Linked DNA regions of Oryctolagus cuniculus: region 2 is linked to region 1. A link is a contact called in public Micro-C data. All regions are on one chromosome and are shown on one strand. The core of a region is the stretch at or near the end of the contact, and the rest is flanking DNA. Distances in the headings are between cores, read along the strand shown.

The links. Hi-C and Micro-C count contacts between places; a contact is called where the count stands out from the background.
Region 2: a Micro-C map of ear pinna shows a contact between it and region 1, with 7 times the contacts expected there. The contact joins the enhancer-like site here to the promoter of WWTR1 in region 1. A contact is called at or near these places in 2 of 6 Hi-C or Micro-C datasets (ear pinna and an unstated tissue).

The regions. Positions count from the first base shown.
Region 1 is chr4:131,814,686-131,820,953 of mOryCun1.1, reverse strand. It overlaps WWTR1 (WW domain containing transcription regulator 1), which reads right to left and starts at 3,889. Exons shown (of 7, transcript XM_008266317.4): 1 at 3,628-3,889; 2 at 2,767-3,247. The coding sequence starts at 3,197.
Region 2 is chr4:131,909,466-131,915,733 of mOryCun1.1, reverse strand. All of the region lies in intron 3 of WWTR1 (WW domain containing transcription regulator 1), which reads right to left. Among named protein-coding and RNA genes, the nearest start is that of TM4SF4, 85 kb to the left of the region's middle. Within about 2 kb of position 3,988, at least 1 of the 8 cell types and tissues checked has an H3K27ac peak or open chromatin away from gene starts, as enhancers often do.

The DNA of each region.
Region 1 (6,268 bases), core at 2,640-5,139:
CAGAGAGCTGGCCTGGAAGAGGGGCAACCGGGACAGAATCCGGCGCCCCGACCGGGACTAGAACCCGGTGTGCCGGCGCCGCAAGGTGGAGGATTAGCCTATTGAGCCACGGCGCCGGCTCAACAAAAGGCTTTTGAAAGCTCAGATGTTCAGATTCTGTTTCCCATAAAACATACAGCTTGTCTAGGGAAGTGACACGGGGAAAAGGAGGGGATGGGAGGGAAGGAAAACTCTGTAAGTAGACAGAAACAGTCCAAGGTCTACCGCTAAACTACCAGTGACCTTCCCCAAGTCACACTCTCGTCCTTTCCTAGTCAAAGAGGCAGAAGTGTCCCTTGTCGATCCTGAAGTCTCTGATTTCTGGTTGATAAAGCCCTCAACTCCCAAAAGACTGAATAGGATTCTTCTGCTAGCTCCACTTACAGGGTCGGTTGCCACCATCTTTCAAGGTTCTACTTAATCCACCAAAATACATTGCCTTTCAAGTCTAACAAATGTAACACATACCATTTACATTATTCCAATTTTAAACAAAGCACTCAAAGAAACTCAGAGACCTCTTGGCAGGTTGCTTATTCTGAAAGACAGTAGTCACAATGACCTAATTTCTTAAATTCTCTAAGTTACTTGGCAAATATATAGAGATATATACATATATATACACATATATATATCTGTGTATATATGTATATATCTATATATCTATATGTATATATACATATATATGTATATGTCTATATATACACATATATATAGATATATACATTTATATCTAAATAGATAGATAGAAAGATATCCAGGACAGCATGAGCCCAAGCCAATCGACTACAGACACACTTTGTTCAGCTGTCATTTTCCCAGAGCATGCAGAGTGAAATGAAGATGGCCCCTGCTCTGGGTTAGGGAGTGGCTATGGTTGGGGGGGGGGGGGGGACAGCAGCAATTTACTCCAAACCCAAGACTTAACTTCCATTTTTGCCCTAATTCACAAGAAGTTCTGAGCTACTCCAATCGTTCAAAACACATTATAAAATTAATTTTTTGCTTTTGTTTAGGGATCTTTTTCATTTACTTAGGCAAGCGCAACTCTTATTTCATATTCCTAATAATCAGTTACACTGAACACATACCTTGTATGTGTGTTCATAAACAGATGGAAAACTATTTTTTTAATTCTTTTTGATTTTGGAAAACTATTTGAGACCAAAAAGAACCCCCCGAAATTATAGAGTCTGCTTCTATCTATATTTATTATTCTTCCATTTCTATAAAAGTCACAATAAAATAAGCAAAACTGCATTTGCCTGGGCAAAAGTAACACAGGCCGCTAGCTGCTTTGGATTAGGACAGCCTATAGGAATCAGTGTCATTGTTGGGAACAATATCAGATTTAGAAAAATGTCATGTCTTGACATCACCTACCAGACTTCCATTAGCCATGCAGAAGTCAAAGCACTGAGCTCCTTGTCCACATGACTGTTCAACCCCAGGAAGACCAGCTTTGGAATAAATAAACGGCCATCAAGTCTGTTTCTGGATCTCAGCACCGCACCAACCCCAGAAACAAAAATGAACTCCTCCTTGCATAAGCTGTCAAACAGCTTTTGGAGGGGAAGGAACAAAAATTGGTCACCAGTCTGAGCCCCAGAGTTGGCTGTAATAAACCTCACCCATCTGCGTGTGTGCATGCATAGAGTTCTCTCATGGCAATCAAAGTGCCCCATATGAGTGCCAAAGAAGGACTTGAATAATATTTTTTAAGTGGGCCATCATGTTTTAGAACAACTTTTGAACGAAAGCTCTTCCACCAAAGGAACACAGGCGTTTAAATGAACTGTAAGGCAAGTTCCTGGAAGAGGAGTTTTTCTCACTGGCAGAGAGTGCAATCAAGTGCAGGCAATCCTGAACCAAGTGGCCCAGCTGGCACCATTTCCACCCAGGCCTTTGCTAGCCTGACCCTCCATGACCTCACTAGCTACATTTCAAGTTCCAACTTGGTTTCTCCTCAGGAATGTAATTATCGTAGGGTACCACAACGGAAACAATAACCTCCAGTGTTTGAGAATGTATTTTCCTGTAGGCTCTAATTAGAAAACTCGAACCTAACTTCCAACCCATTGTAACAGAAGGCTGGAACAAGGCTAAGGGCAGAAGCAGCAGGCTGCCGATGTGATGGTATTTTAGGTGACCCAGCGCAACCTCATAAAACTCCTGACCCAATTTCCACACAATTGATTAGGCCAGCCCACGGGGACTTCACCCCAGTTGCTAATTACATCACTGTGCTGTGTGGTCATTACGTCACCCTGATGGGTGCTGCACCCGGCTGCTCCCTTTCCCAGCTTGCTCCCCCTAGAAGCCAACGGCCCCTCCCGCCCTGAGCCTCCCAGCCTCTCTCTCACAGGATCCCCCTCCGTCCCGCAAGGCGCGAAGGCTCTGTGCTAGGGGGAACCTGTTTCAGTCCTCCAGATTCAGGGCGAAGTACAGACGTGTCCCGTGAGCATTTCCCCGCCACAATTTTGTTTTCTCCTTGGTTCTTCCAGAACGCCAATGAACCTTACCAGATTCTGCTCTGCCCCTGGTCCCTTACAAGTATGTCCACACCCAGACAGTCCATACATCCAGCCTTCGGGATTCGGGGGCTGGGAGGGGGCAAGATCCGTGGGAGGACACGCACCATCTCACACTCACACACGCACACACGACAAAGCGCGCGGGCCCTGAGGACGCGGGGATTCTGTGCCCCTCGGCTCCGGGTCGACTTACTTGAGGAAGTACTTCTGGCCAGTGGCCGTGTAGGCCATCTCCCAGCCCGGGGGCAGCGGCGGCTCGTCGGTCAGGTCGTAGGAGCGCTGGCAGAGGTGTACGTGCTGCTGCGCGGGACTGCCCGCGGCGCCCGCGCCGGTGCCCAGCTGCAGGGACGCGGGCGACGAGTGTGAGCGGACGTGCTGGGCGCCGCCGGCCAGCCGGGGCCCCGGGTGGCCGCCCGACGAGTCGGTGCTGGACTGGCGCGAGTGCGAGCCCGAATCCGGCTCCTTGAAGAAGGACTCGGGCAGGATCTTCTTCCGCCACGAGCTGGGCTTGGGGTTCATGACAGAGTTGAAGAGGGCTTTGAGGTCCGTGTCGAGGTCCTGCGTGACGTGGATCACTTGCTGCCCGGGCGGCGGGAGCGGAGGGGGCGCCGAGGCCGGATTCATCTTCTGCAGGGAGAAGGGAGGTCAGTCTCTTATCGGAGTTGGAGGACGGGCTGGGAGGAAGAGAAGGGAGAGGACGGGTCGGTGTCGGCCTCGGGATACCAGCCGCTCGGCCGGGTGGGGGAGGGGTCCCTCCTGACCTCGGGAATTATGCAACTTTCTTGAAGCAAAGAAGTTACCGGGAATAGGAGAAGGAAGGGCGGGGTGGGATTCAGGGTGGGGATGGCGGACGTTGCTGCACTGCTGGTGGCAGAGGATAGGGCGCAGCTTTCCGCGGCCGGCAGCCTCTGCAGCCCACCTCCCCCACCGCCCCCGCCCGCCCCCGGGAAGTCTCACCCCGAGCCAACCCCACGCCAGCCCGACTCCGGAAGGCAGAAGAGCCCGGCGCCCTGGACCCGTGCCGGGCAAGCGGGCGCGTTCCAGCGGGCACTACCTGGGCGCGCAGCGAAGCCGAGCCCGAGTGCGCGGCGGCCGCCGTCCCGCCCGAACTTGCCGTCTGGCCTCGGTCGCCCGGCTGCGTCCCGCGCGTGCGGAGCTGGAGCCGGGGCCCGACTGGCAGAAACCGAGCCGACTCGGTGCCTGGCAGCCCAGGGGCTTCGGCTCTCACATCCCCCGAGCTGGCCTCAGGCGCTTGCTCTCGGCGAGAAGGAGGCGGAGGAGACGCCGACAGCGCGGCCGCAGCAGCTCCGGGACTGTCCCATAAACAAAGTTTGGAGCAAACTCCCACCCCCAGGAAAGAGGCGGGCCCGAAAGTTGAGCTGTTGAATTATGCATGACCTGCAGGTCCTGAGCCTGCCTGCCTGCCCCCGCTCGCCCCTCCTCTTCCTCCTCCTCCCACCCCCGGCTCCAGAAACCCCTGGGCGTGTTGAGTACTTCACAGGGTAAGAGGAGACGGGTGCCCCCCACCCACTCCTCCCGGCCCGCGCGGACCTCTCCCGCGGAGCTCCGGATCTGCATTCCTTTTAGTTTACCACCGACTTGGGGCGGGATCAAAGGGAAAGTGGCCCGAACCTGTTTAATCAAGGGGTTGTGGACCGAAACCCAGGCTGGGGGTGGCGGAGGGCAGGCGGGTGAGGGGCCCAGGCTGGGGAAGGGCCGGTCCAGGGCGCTGCGCCTTCTCCTGGAGCCCGGCGCCCAGGCCTGCAGAGCACCCGCAGCGCCGCGCTGACCCACGATGCTGCCCGAGGGCGGGCCGGGGTACGCCCCGGCGCGGGGAGACTCCAACAAGGCCAGCCTTTCCCCGGGAGGCTGCTTAGCGCTTGTGACCATATTTGGTCTGGCGAGGAGGCATTTTGGCCGCTCGACTTTCGATTGTCTACTAAAGAGCGCGGACGGTGCCCCATAGAGTGCTGCTGTCGCTGGAGATGCGGCTTCGCCCACGGGTGGGGTGTAAACAAACAGCCTCCAAACCATTCACCAACCCTTGGTTGCCTCGATGGCTTGGCCCGGGCCGCTAGGGGCCGAGAAGAAAGCGGGTCAAAGCTGGGAGCTGCGAGGCGAGAGCAGTTGCGCCCCCCCCCCCCCCGTGACATCCGCGCGGTAGTGGGAGGATTGGAATGTCCTTGACGCCCTCCAGGGAGCCAGGTCCCGGCATGGAACCCGAGCAGGTGGCTGCGAGCAGAGAGGGGGTGCCGGTGACCCGGAAAAAGCCACCCACCCTCCCACCGACGGATCTGCGCGAAGGCTGAAGACCCCCTGCCCTTAGCCAGGGGAAGAAGGTCAAACCTGGCAGACAGCTGCGGGAAGTGGGAGGCGGTCGTGCCCTCCGGAGCGGCTTAATTCCTCCGCTCCCTCCTGCCCTTCTCCGTTGCGGAAAAACGGGAGGATGGCCGGGAGGTAGATTCCAGAAAGCCCCCACACCACCCTGTTGATTCAGATTGAAGTTTATTAAATAAATCAAATGAGGCAATATTTGTAAAACACCGCACAGCAGAGGGCAGGCTACCAAAGTGTTTGCTAAATTAAAATGTATTACATGCAGACATTGTACATCAACATTTTTATAAGGGTGAAATAAAGGGGGTCAGCGCTGTGGCATAGTAGGCTAAGCTTCCGCCTGCAGCGCGGTTCCAGTCCCGGCTGCTCTACTTCCAATCCAGCTCTCTGCTCTGGCCTGGGACAGCATTAGATGGCCCAAGTCCCTGGGAGACCCAGAAAAAGCTCCTGGCTCCTGGCTTCGGATCTGCCCAGCTCTGGCTATTGTGGCCGTTTAGGGAGTGAACCAGTAGATGGAAGACCTCTCTCAATGTCTCCCCTCTCTGTCTGTAACTCTACCTCTCAAATAAATAAATAAATAAATTTTTTTTTGGCTTGCGAATGCATCACATGTACAGACATCCCCGCAGTCCTCATCACATCAGCAGACAGCCATAAGTCACGTTTCACTTCCTGTTCCAAACCCATCTGTAATGCTCCGTGTCAAAGTCGTCGGCCAGCTCTGAGTCCTCCTCCTTGGGTGGGAGCTGAGCCCCAAGCTTGTGGAGCCAGGCCCGGCGCTGCTTGGCAGACAGGGTGTCCAGGTCCAGGGGCATCACCAGCATGCACCGTGGCTCCCTGCAGCAGATGTGAATGGTGGAGCCATCTTGCTTGACCAGCAGCACCCGGTAGAGGGGTAGAGGCGCGCGGGTAGGCCAGTGAGAGAGGCTCTGCTGCTGTGAGCCCACCAGGGGGACGCGTGCAGGCAGCGGGGCTTGGGGACAGCCGTCTTTATGGCAGTCTGCCACAGCAGGCTGCACACAAACATGATGGTGTTGGGCAGGCAGTGCCGGCTGGTACCCGTCAGCCATGACAGAGAACTGCCCAGCCGCAGGAACCTGACAGCTTGGTGACACATTCTAGGGGAGGGATATGCCTCCAGGCTCATGAAGAAGATCCAGGCCGTGGCTGGGCAGCTCTGACCTCATAGCCAGGAAGAGGCCACGGAGGTGACCAAGGCATAAGGGTGATGATGCAGCCCTCTCCTGATGGTACTCCAGGGGCCTGGACGGCCGTGCTTACCCAAGCAGGCTGCCCACAGCTGCCATTCTTCCTCAGAGCCTCGGGGACACGTGTAGGGGTCAGCTGCAGACCCTGCT
Region 2 (6,268 bases), core at 2,739-5,238, 95 kb before region 1:
GACTTTAACTGGATGAAATCCCCACCAGGAAGAGAATGCCTTGGGCCAAACTACTGGCCATCAGTCACCAGACAGCATTCTCTCGGGAGAGGTCTAAGAGATTAGACTCCATTAACTATGAATGAATGAATGAATGAATGAAGTTATACAAAAAAAGGGACTGAAAGTTTGACCCAGTCTTTGACCTTCTTCCTAAGGAGCTCACTCTTCACCGGGGCAGCGGACATCCTTCTGGAATTTTTAAGGGGTTTCCATTGAAATCAGGCTTATACATTCACCCGGTAAAGTTAGGCAATACAGTTCAATAATTCTGATCTAGGGCTGGCCTTGGGGTGCAGCAGATTAAGCCACCACTTACAATACCAGCATCCCATATTGGAGCACCAGTTCAAGTCCTGGCTCCTCTACTTCTGATTGAGCTTCCTGCTAATTCTCCTGGGAAGGCAGCAGAGGATGGCTCAAGTTTTTGGGCCCCTGCCATCCACATGGGAGACCAGAATGCAGACCTGACTCCTGGCTTCAGCCCGGACCAGCCAAATGTTTCAGCCATTTGTGTAATGAAACAGTGGATAGACGATCTTGCTATCTCTATATCTCTCCCTCTCTCTTCATCACTCTGCCTTCAAATAAATAAATAAATATTTTAAAAAAAATAATAATAATGCTCAAGACTGTTTTGACTCCCAGACCTGGCCAGTGCATTCAGGCCCTCAAAAACTGCACACCGCTCCAGACTGCTCACTCATCGCCTGAGAAAGAACTGGGGTGGGGCCCAGCGGGCCTGCTTCCAGCAGCAGCAGCCACAGATACCATCCAGGATGTTCCTTGGCAGCAAACAGGCTCCTGGGGTCGGAGGATGAGTGCATATGACACGCCCCATGTGACCCAACTAGTGGTAGACCTGGACCACACTTGGAGCAACAGGACGTTGGAGTCTGGTGAGTAGCGTGCTTGTCACAGGCAGACTCATGCCAGCTGCTGAAGCTGGCCCATTCCGGCTTTGTCCACCTTACACATGAGGCCTCCTGCCCATCACCCCCTCCTCCTCTCCCACCATAAAGAGCTCAAGGTACCAAGTCATTCATTTTCTCTTTGTTATTTCCCCTTTCTGGTATTATAGAAGTAATAAAACCACACTACAGAGAAAAAAGGTCTCACTCATAATCCAAAGGCCTGTCGTTATCATTAACATGTTAAATATTTAATGTAACTATTCCATGAATGCATTATGCAAAATGGTGCACTTCTAATGCACACTGCCCTTTGCTGGGAGCTAGAAGCAGGCACAGGGAAAGCAAGGTCTCTGTCCTCAAGGAACTTCGCCTGTAGGAAGAGAGAATTTGAGCAAAGTCTTTTTTGTTTTAACTCATTTATTTATTTGAAAGGCAGAATGACAGAGAGAGAGAGGGAGACAGAGAGATCTTCCATGCACTGGTTCACTCCCTAGATGCCTGCAACAGCCAGAGCTGGGCCAGACTGAAGCCAGGGGCCTGGAACTGCATCCGGTCTCCCACATGGGTGGCAGGGGCCCAAGTACTGCGCTCCCAGGTGCATTAGCAGGAGGCTGGATCCTAAGTGGAGCAGCAAGGACTTTACCTGGCACTCTGATATGGGGTATGGGCATCGTAATGGTTAGCTTAACTAGATGTGCCACAACACCTGCCCTCAAGGTCTATTTTAGAAAACAAAATCATAATCATAGCATACACAATGTTGCCTGCTGTAAAAAATTAGAATATTGTAATAAGCAATTTTCCATGTGTCTCCACAGTCTATAACTGTTATTCCACTGGTTACAAACACATTTATTTTCATATTACAGGCATTATTTATTTACCAGCTATTACAGCTAACATGCCTCTGCATACACAACTTTCCAAAATGTTCACCTTGCATACTACTTGGGAATTTCATCCTGGAGAGTATTTTGGGGGAAAATGTACAGCATCAAACATGTTCATGGCTCCACATACCTGTTACTGATTTTTCCACCTAAACTTCACATGATAAAACCTACATATCTTCATTGCCTAACCTATCCCTCAAAGTAAGTGAATGCTAATCTAGGTAAAAGATTCATTCACATCAAGATCAATGGAGCGGAGAAAGCGCTGTGGTATAGCAGGTTAAGCCAACGCCTGCAGCGCCAGCATCCTATTCAGACACCATCAGGAGTCCAGGCTGATGCTCCGCTTCGGATCCAGCTCCCTGCAAACAGCCTGGGAGAGCAGTGGAAGATGGCCAAAATGCTTGGGCCCCTACAGCCACATGAGAGACCCAGATGAAGCTCCTGGCTCCTGGCTTTGGATCAGTCCAGCTCTGGCTGTCCCAACCATTCAGGAAGTATACCAGAGGATGGAAGATCTCAGTCTCTGTCTGTCTGTATGTCTGTCTATCTCTCTCTGTATCTGTATCTTTCAAATAAATAAATAAATCTTAAAAAAAAAATCAGTGGAGCACACCCATGCAAACACAAGGTTCATTTCTTTATATTCTGTGTCCCACTTTATTTCATAGTGGAAACTCAATCAGTTAATACATTTTTCAGCCTCCATTTCACACATTTCTTAAAGCCTTAAAAGGTAGGAACTATAACAAATCCCTCAAAAACTCAAAAAAAAAGTTTTCAATAATGTTGGTTGAGGGGCTGGTGCTGTGACATAAGGGGTTAAGCCTCTGCCTACAGCAAGCATCCCATATGGGCACCAGTTCGAGTCCCAGCTGCTCCACTTCTGATCCGGCTCCCTGCTAATGCGCCTCAGAAAGCAGTGGAAAATGGCCTAGGTGCTCGGGCCCCCCCACCCACGTAGGAGACCAGGATGAAATTCCTGGCTTCGTTTCGGCCAGCTCCAGCCATTGCGGCCATTTGGGAAGTGAACAATGAATGGACGACTTCTCTCTCCCTCTCTGTAACAGCACGTTTCAAATAAATGCAATGAATCTTTAAAAAAAATAATGTTGGTTGAAGTGAATTCTGACAACAGACAGCTTCCTCAAACCCGGAGAAGGTAGCACTGATTTTCCTACAGTGGTTACAAAACGCTGCTGCTTTTAGTGAAGAGAAGCCCTCTTTTCACAGGACCCCTTTCCCCTTTTCCTGTGCCAGCCAGTCTTCCTTCCTTTCTATAAACACACGCTTCTACCAGCACCTACCACCTGCACCCTCCCCCTTAACGCCCGTGGGTTTCTCTCTCTTCCCTAGTCTCTGGGTTTGCGTGTGTATACCCCTGTGCACTTGAGGCTAATGTATGCTGCATAAAACACAAAGTTCAAAAACTAGTCAGAACATCGGAGCTGGAAAAATTGCAGTAGCCGGATGTGTCTGCCAGGAACTCACCATACAAATTTAATTAGAAAACACCGGAAAAAGGAAAGAAGAGGATACCTACGTCTAAATCTGAGTTTTAGTGGACTTTCAGGATCCCCTCCCACATGCTTCCAGCAACGCTGGTCTGCAGTATCCCTTCTCTATTTATTTGCTGTTGATAAAATACAATGCCTTTAACTGCCTCTGTGCACTTCCTAGGGGGAAGAAGCAGCCAACTCACTTGAGCACACACAAGATTTTCCATCTTGTCTTGAAAAGCATGCCCAGAAAATTAAAAACTCACACATGTGTTTATAATTTGAAGTACAGATCAAGACACAGACCTGGAGGATTTATGCTCTCGGCTGGCAGACGGCACATCTTCAAAGGAGGAAGTGCGTGTGTGTGTGTGTGTGTGTGTGAGTGATTTTTTTTTTTTAAATTCCGACGGTATTGAAAATACACTCTGGCTGCACCTTCCCGAAGTTTCTGTCCTGGCTTGGGCTGGCAGTCTGGTGAACTTGTTAGACAGTCCTTACTTTTCCTGTACTGTCTGGGAAGATAACTGGCACCCCCACTAGAGGCCTCTTTCCAACAAAGAGCTCTGTGAATGTGTGGCCCATGATTGCTGAATTCTCATGAGAATGGCAGAGTCCCATGCCACTTTCTCTTTGTAAAAGTGTCCTAAAATATGGGGACATAAGTCACGGCATGCCTGTGGCATCTGCGTACTGAGAAATGGCACGGTCTGACCCTGTCACCACTCAGTGGGGGAAAGGCTCATCTCTTGCAAGCCAAAGCACAAACACTCTTGACAAGCTCCCGCTGTCCACGGGCTGATGGCAAGAGCGCGGGGACACATGCTCCCCTTCATCGTCTCACAACTTCTGTGTGAGGTTAAAGAATATTTCAGGGGACAGGGATGTTCGGCGCAGCAGTGCCCGTGCTGGAGTCCCAGGTCCTCTGTCAATCCAGCATCCTGCTAGTGTGCACCCAAGGAGGCAGCAGCGATGGCTTAAGTACCTGGGTCCCTGCCACCCACGTGGGAGACCAGGATGGAGCTCCTGGCTCCTGACTTTGGCCTGGCCCAGCCCTGCCTGTTGCAAGTATTTGGAGAATGAACAAGCAGATGGGAGACCCCTCACCCCATCACTCTGCTTTTCAAATAAATAAATAAATGCTTTTAAAAAGTGAATATTCTAGAGCAGGAGTTGTGGCATAGTGGGTAAAGCCGCCACCTGGGACACCGGCATCCATATGGGTACCAGTTCGAGTCCCAGCTGCTCCACTTCTGATCCAGCTCCCTGCTAATGCACCTGGGAAAGCAGCTTGAAGATGGTCCAAATGTTTCAGGCCCTGCTACCCATGTGGTAGACCCAGATGAAGCTCCTGGCTCCAGCCTGGCCCAACATTAACTGTTGCAGACATTTAGAGAATGAACCAGTGGATAAAAGACCTCTCTCTCTTTTTTTCTCTCTCTCTAACTCTTTCAAAATAAATAAAGATTTTGTTTAAAGTGATTATTCTACACAAGCTGTCAGCACTCACATGATTACCAAATGATAATAACTCCTCCTTACTACCTTAGATCCTGTAAGGCCTTCCTTCCCTCTCCCGTTCACGGGGTATGCCTTGGATTCAGACTTAGAGGTTTACTCAGACAGAAGCAAACTGAGTAAAGCCTTATAGTAGACCCTGTTTGGCAAACACAAAAACTAAAATTGCAGTTAAAGCCACACCATGCTGGAGACGGTTATTTGAATTAAAGTGCAAAAATCGTTTTCAGAGCCCGCTTCATTGAAGTGTATGAAAATTCCTTAGCTCTAAAGGCCCAAGAAATCTATCTCCTTTCAGAAAGAATCTGTTTCCATGAAGCCACTAACTCCACGATGAATTTAAGTGAAGGGTTTCTCCTCCCACAATTAAAACATGCTCAATTTATAAGTCACATTTCAGGAATGCATTTAAAACTCTTAGAAAAAGACAAGATACTAGGCATCTACCAGAAAGAAGTTTCTTGGGGGAGGGGAAACCGAAGCATTTCCACCAGAGGGCGCTGTTCTCATTGGCAGTAATGAATGCGGTATTCCTAACTTAAAGCCCCAAATAAATTTTTTTCTTGAAATTCTTTGTGATGAACAATCTTAAAATATAACATATTATGGTTAAATACAATAAATATTTACTTCAGTTTATTATAGGCCAAAGTCCTATGTTTTTCACAAATACAATCTCATAATTTCCTCATACAACACAGAATCTTCATTCTACATATGGGGAAACTGAAGCACAACTAAGTAACTTAGCAGAATCACCGAGCTGGTAACTGGCAGGGCCAGGATTCAAATTCTGGTAGCACGAGCCCCAAGCATATCTCACCTATGTCATGTCTGAATGTGCTCAATAATACCACTGATGCTAACACAGCTCTAGAAATATTGAAAATTAGCGATAAGAGGTGCTAATCTCATTATCAGATAGTAATGTTATTTTGACAGCATTTTCACATATACACAAGTACTTCCCATTGGAGGGAAAATAGCACTTATGTTCACTTACTTGTCATCTACATCTCATGAAAAGTGCCAAAGTTCTAGATTTCACAAGGAGAGAGAGAGGAACTTGCTCTTTTATTTTTAAAGATAATGAGTACGAATCACAGGCAAAGCTGAGGGTTGAAGTGAAATATTCTGAGTAAATCATTATTACTAGCACCACCCTGGGACTCAAAATTGTATCCTGGTCTTCAGAACTAACTTGGCATTTCTGATTTTTTTAAGATTTATTTATTTATTTGAAAGAAGAAGATACAGAGAGAAAGGAGAAAGAGAGATCTCCCATCTGCTGGTTCACCCTCAAATGGCCACAAGAGCCAGAGCTGGGCCAGACTGAAGCCAGGAGCCAGGGGCTTCTTCCAGTTCTCCCAACTGGGTGGCAAGGGCCATCTTCAACTGCCTTCCC